2 separate regions of the Sus scrofa genome follow, and region 2 is linked to region 1. The links are chromatin contacts, called in public Hi-C maps. All regions are on one chromosome and are shown on one strand. Each heading gives the region's core, a stretch centred on a gene start, on an enhancer-like site or on the middle of the called end of the contact. The rest is flanking DNA. Distances are from core to core; before and after follow the strand shown. Region 1 has its middle 41 kb from the start of ALDH8A1. Region 2 has its middle 200 kb from the start of ALDH8A1.

Region 1 (3,191 bases), core at 579-3,078:
GTGTGTTTGATTTTTCCATCTTCCTAAATGTTATCCAAATCCTATAATTTTGCCAGATAGAGCTCAAGAAACTCTTCTTCTATTAAACCCTCTCTGGCCTCCTGCCTGAAGCCCTGGTTCTCAAAGCAGTTAGGTCCATTCCAGTCTGGGACATACTTTGTTGATTAGCCTGATTATTTACTCTTTATAATTGCTATTTATGTTTGTATATTTTCATGCCAGTTCTCCACAATGAGAGATCAGGAATGCATCTTGCACTGTATATATCCCTCAATATAAAAAATGCCTTGTGTGTAATAGGACTTGTCAGAAACAGGATTTTCTTCATGTGGCCAAATTCTAGAGCTGAAGCAAGATTTGGAGATCCGACAAGTTTGTTGATGGATATAGTGGAGTCTGAATGAAAGAACACTTTAGATCTTTGAACCTAGCCATATACTCAAAATAAGCGATTTTGACTAAGTGGCTTTTATTAGTACCTATTACTGAGGCTAATTTATAAAGAAAGATATATAGCATGGATGAAGAGTTTGATGCAAAAGTAAGTCTAAAACATCACAAAAATTAACCTATGGAGAAATATTTCCACAGTTTGACGGTCATGTCAAAGTTTAAGGTGCAGCTTCTGATTAAGACTAATGCTCTTGATTCCGTGTTTTGTGACACCCCAGACTGGTGATTTCTCAGAATTTGTACTCACTACATGCAGCACCATGGTATTCCAGAAGGTGGCGCTGCTTTTCTGCAGAAATTTTTCGTGATCCGCTCAACAGCCTCCTCATTTGCATTACTGCTGCAAAGACTTGGCCAGAAAGCAATCTGAATATTTTATATTAGCGGAAATAGGAATTGCTTACATTTATTATATATTCCCCGATAAATGCAGGTTTCAGAAAGTTAGATTTTTTAAAAATGGCTTTCAATTTTTTTTGCATTTCTGACATTGAGAGACCAAGTTCCTCATTATCCCTGAACACTTTCAGATCTTTCAGATATATAATGGGTTGAGGGGACTGAGAGGACTTGAGTAGGCATCTAGGCCACCCTTCCTTTCTTTAGGTGAGGATCATATAGTCCAGATCCCTGACCAGGTCATCCATAAAGTCAAAGGCAGAGCCAGGAGTCAAACTCAGATCCCTTCACCATCCCATCCTATCCCTGCTGTTAGTTGGCATGTATCAGTTAAGCATCAGGTATGCCTCGCTGCTAAGTGTAAGGTGACAAAAGCCAATATCCATCTCATTCTGAGGATCTGCTATGGGGAGTCCTCAAATAGGAGTGTGTGTGTGTGTGTGTGTGTGTGTGTGTGTGTGTGTGTGTGTAGAACAGGGGTTCTGTACAATGATTTGTCTCATTCTTTTTTGCAGCATCTGACCCAGGGTAAGCCCTCAACAAGTATTTTTTGAGTAAATGAAGGATGGAAGGAAATGAAGAAAGGAAGGAAGGAGAGAAGGAGAGGAAAGGGAAGGAAGGGAGGAAAGGAAGAAAAGAGGGGAAAGAAGGATCGGAAAGAGAACAGAAAGCGTGGAGGAGAGGGAGGGAGCCCAGCGACTTGGAGCACCGCTTATCACCAGCAACAGCCAGAAGGTAGGGGCTGGGATGATTCACCCTGGGTCAGAGCGCTCTGAGAAATAGGATGGAGAACACTTTCTGGCCAACTGGGTTATTTTATTAGCTCTTATTTCATCCTATTTTGACTCAGAGTAAATTAAAAGGTGAATTTGGCGGCTTGTAAGTCTCGGGGAGGCTAAGTCTCCACCTGCCTCTGGTGTCGAGTCTGGCGGCGCTGGGAGGACATCCGCCCCCTCTCCCAGCCTCTCCCCCGCCCTTTCTCCCAGCCTCTCCCCCGCCCCCACTGGGTTCCCTCTGCTAACATCCTGGAAACTGCCCATTCATAGGGCAGACGGGACGTGGAAGATTTTGGGAAGAAGTCCATATTCAGAGTCAGAAAAATTCCAGGAAATCCAAACACATGGTTTTATTAGATTCAAGTCTAGAATAAGAATTATCGGTCTCAGTGCAAGCAGAGCAGAGAGGCAACCGCCCGAGACAGGAAGCACCGCCTCGCCTTTGAATACTCAAAGGCGAAGTACTGGCTTTTCTGTCTTGTGATTTATCTAATTCTAGAGGCAAAGCCTAAATGCCCTGAATTTTATTTCTGTGATTTTCCTTAAGATCCAGTCCCTCCATGGGGATTTTTATGTTTTATGCCATGGATCTCGCTTGACCTAATCAGCCATCAAAAATCATCTACCCTATGTCCCACTACTTTTGGGGTTTTTTTGGCTGCACTCTTGTTACTGGAAGTTCTCAGGCCAGGGATGGAACCCTGGCAATGACAATGCCAGATCCTTAACCTGCTGAGCCATCAGGCAACTCCCTATGTCCCATTCTTTCCCTTGCTAATTGACTAAATAATCTGAAGTGATAATTCCTATCTTAGAGACATATTTAATTTTTAAAAATTTTTGTTGAAAGATAGTTATTTACAATGTTGTGTTAATTTTAGGTATACAGTAAAGTGATTCAGTTATACATGCACACACACATATATTTTTTTCATATTTTCTGTTATAGATTATTACAAGATATTGACTATAGTTCCCTGTGCTATACAGTAGGTCTTTATTTATGTTTTATATATAGTTCTGTATATGTGTTTATCCCACACTTCTCATTTATTCCAACCCCTCTTTTGCCTTTGGTAACCATAAGATTGTTTTCTATATCTGTGAGTCTATTTCTGTTTTGTAAATAAGTTCATTTGTATCATTTTTTTAGATTACATTAGAAGTGATATTGTATGATATTTGTCTTTCTCTGTCTTACTTCACTTAGTATGACAATCTCTAAGTCCATCTATGTTGCTACAAAAATTATTTTTTATGTCTGAGTAGTATTCCACTGTACATATGTACCACATCTTCTTTAACCATTCATCTATAAGATGGACATTTAGGTAGCTTCAATGTCTTGGCAACTGTAAATGGTGCTGCAGTGAACACTGGGATGCATATATCTTTTTGAATTATAGTTTTCTCAGGATATATGCTCAGGAGTGGGATTGTGGGATCATGTGGTAACTCTATTTTTAGTTTTCCTAAGGAAGCTCCTAACCATTCTCCATAGTGGCTGCACCAATTTATATTCCTACCAACAGTGTAGGAGGGTCCCTTTTCCTCCACACCCTC
Region 2 (2,866 bases), core at 308-2,807, 160 kb after region 1:
GAGAATATCAAAAAAGTCTGTTTTCAGGAGGGTCATAAAAAATGGCAACTTCTGTCAGGATTTGTCAAGGAAAAAAGGAAGAAAAGAATGTTACTACACATGTAACATTGCAAAATTAGATAAATGAGAAAAAAGTAAGTTTACACCAATAAAATTTAAAAACCTTTGAGAATTAGATTTGTTCCTGGGACAATAAACTTTCATCCGCACTGACTCAAAAAATAAAACAAAGCTTGACTTGTGCACTAACCATGAAAGTATCGAATTAAAAATTTAAAATCTTCCTGTGATCAAAATCCTAGGCCCAGACTTTCTCATAGGTGAGATCAAGGTGCTGGTAATTCCAAACGTAAACTCTTTCAGAGAGGAGAAAAAGAGGAAGCACTTGTCAATTCACTTTATAAGTCCAGTACAACCTTGATGCCAAAACCAGACAAGAGCAGTATGAGAAAAAAAATGTATTCAAAGAAATGATTAAACATCGGGCAAAATTCTGAAACAAAGTATCAGCTGTCAAAATTTAGCCATTGACTAGAAAAAAAAAATCACAGCCAAGCTAACAAATCTAGGGCCAGCTTAGCAGGTTAAAGGGGTGTAGGAGGCGGGAGAGAAATACGGTCACTCTGCCGTCGTAGAACAAACATTTGATGAAGTTACACGCCAGGTCATGGCTTCACAAATAAGCAAACACAGCTTCTGGCAATAATAGGAAGATCATCTCTACCTTAACCAGAAAAGGGGAATCTAAAATATTTTATTTATTTTTCAGAGATCTGGAAGCTAACCCAAAATGAGCTTTCTTCCTTAATAGAAGGACGAGGGAAGGTTGTTAATATTTAAGCCTTCTTTTTGCTCCATTGCATGTACGAATGTGTGCGTATGTGTACAGATGTGAATATATACAACCGCCCAGAGCCAAGAATGTGTGTTCTGGAGGAACGCTGCTAAATTAAAATCCTAGGATTGCATGATTTAGGGCAAATTTCCTAACTCCCCCGTGCCTCAGTTTTCTCAGCTGTAAAATGGTCAGGAAAACACCTCATTGGGTTGTTGTGAGAATTAAATAAATACATACATGTGAGGCGCGTAGGAAAATGCTTGACAGATTGTAAACCCTCAATATATGTATTAGTGGCTATGGTGATTTTTTTTTTTTTTGGTACTAAAATGTCTCCTTTATATTTTTCCTATATTTTCCAAGTTTTCTACTATATTCTACTTTTATAAAAAGAGCTGTTTTATTTATTTATTTATTTATTTATTTATTTATTTATTTATTTATGCTTTTCAGGGCTGCACCTCCTGCAGCATATGGAGGTTCCCAAGCTAGGGGTCAAATCGAAGCTGCAGCCGCCAGCCTATGCCACAGTCACAGCAATGCCAGATCTGAGCTGTGTCTGTGACCTACACCACAGCTAATGGCAATGCCAGATCCTTAACCCACTGAGCGTGGCCAGGGATCGAACTTGTATCCTCATGGACACCAGTTGTGTTCACTACCACTGAGCCACAACAGGAACTCCTAAAAAGAGCTATTTTAAACAGACACCCGCTCCCCCCCTCACAAAAGCTCAAGACCTTTGATCTGAGTTGCCTCATATGCTGCCCTGGAAGGTTGGGTTGTAGCAAACCAGCACTTTTTTTGTTTTGTTTTGTTTAATGGCCACACGCACGGCATATGGAACTTACTGGGACAAGGATTGAATCTGAGCCGCAGCTGTGACCTATGCCACAAGTGCAGCAACATTGAACCCTTTAACCCACTGTGCTGGGCTTGGGATCAAACCCATGCATCCACAGTGACCCGAGCCACTATAGTTGGATTCTTAACCCACTGCACCACAGCAGGAACAAAACATCATTTCTGAGCGCTCTACTCTCATCTGTCAGGGTACCTCTGCTAGCTACTTCTCCTATAACAGGAGGGTTGAAGCCTTGCTCTGACCACATGTTATCACCCCATAACTGTCCACTGTGAGCCGTGGTGACTCCAGTGACAAAGGAAAGGCTCTTTCTGATCCTGCTGAGACTAAGATGCCCCTGACTCACCCATGGAACTTCCTAACCAAGCATGTTCACCCTCTGTTCCTGAACACTGATTTGCCAGGTCAAAGAGTGCTTGCAAATTTGTCCTGCTGACAGGCACCTGGCTTGGGAACAGTGCTTTATTCTGTTTTCACTCAGCCTTTCCCCACATCCTGACACAGGCAGCCCTGAGCTGGTGGATTCTAATGGTATGCAGCATTTCCTAACGAATTTTAATCAATTTTCCCAATTGTTCAGGAAATGTTCTAGGTTAGAGAAAGAGGACATGATGGGAAGCTAATAACATTCCCTGTTCTCAGAAGTTTAGATTTTCATATAGGAAGATAGAAGAAAATACATAGGGTAATTATAGAGTATAGTAAGTTGTCTTAAAGGGAAAGTGCAGAGTTCTCTTGTGGCTCAGTGGGTTAAAGGCCTGGCTTTGTCACTGCTATGGCACAGGTTCTATCCTGAGCCCAGGAACTTCCAAATGCTGCAGGCACAGCTAAAAAAAAAAAAAAAAAAAAGAAGAAGAAGAAGAAGAGGAATTCCCTTCATGGCACAGTGGTTAATGAACCTGACTAGGATCCATGAGGATGTGGGTTTGATCCCTGGCCTCGCTCAGTGGGTTAAGGATCCCATGTAGCTGTGGGCTGTGCTTTAGGTTGCAAACACGGCTTGGATCCTGCATTGCTGAGGTTTAGGTGGCAGCTGTAGCTCTGATTCAATTCAACCCCTAGACTGGGAATTTCCATAAGCCACAGGTATGGCCCTACAAAGTGAAAGGAAAAAAAAAGAAGAAATAAATGAGGTGATATGACAGAGTGATGGGAGAGGGGGC

What was found. A called contact is a pair of places that touch in the nucleus more often than the background predicts.
Region 2: a contact with region 1 is called in a Hi-C map of liver, with 7 times the contacts expected there. The contact joins two enhancer-like sites. A contact is called at or near these places in 2 of 47 Hi-C or Micro-C datasets (both in liver) and 1 of 2 datasets of contacts at active chromatin or transcription factors (alveolar macrophages).

Annotation. Positions count from the first base shown.
Region 1 is chr1:29,100,398-29,103,588 of Sscrofa11.1, forward strand. No RefSeq gene overlaps it. Among named protein-coding and RNA genes, the nearest start is that of ALDH8A1, 41 kb to the left of the region's middle. Within about 2 kb of position 1,829, at least 29 of the 83 cell types and tissues checked have an H3K27ac peak or open chromatin away from gene starts, as enhancers often do. A contact at or near this core is called in liver, where this site is marked.
Region 2 is chr1:29,256,429-29,259,294 of Sscrofa11.1, forward strand. No RefSeq gene overlaps it. Among named protein-coding and RNA genes, the nearest start is that of ALDH8A1, 200 kb to the left of the region's middle. Within about 2 kb of position 1,558, at least 4 of the 83 cell types and tissues checked have an H3K27ac peak or open chromatin away from gene starts, as enhancers often do. A contact at or near this core is called in liver, where this site is marked.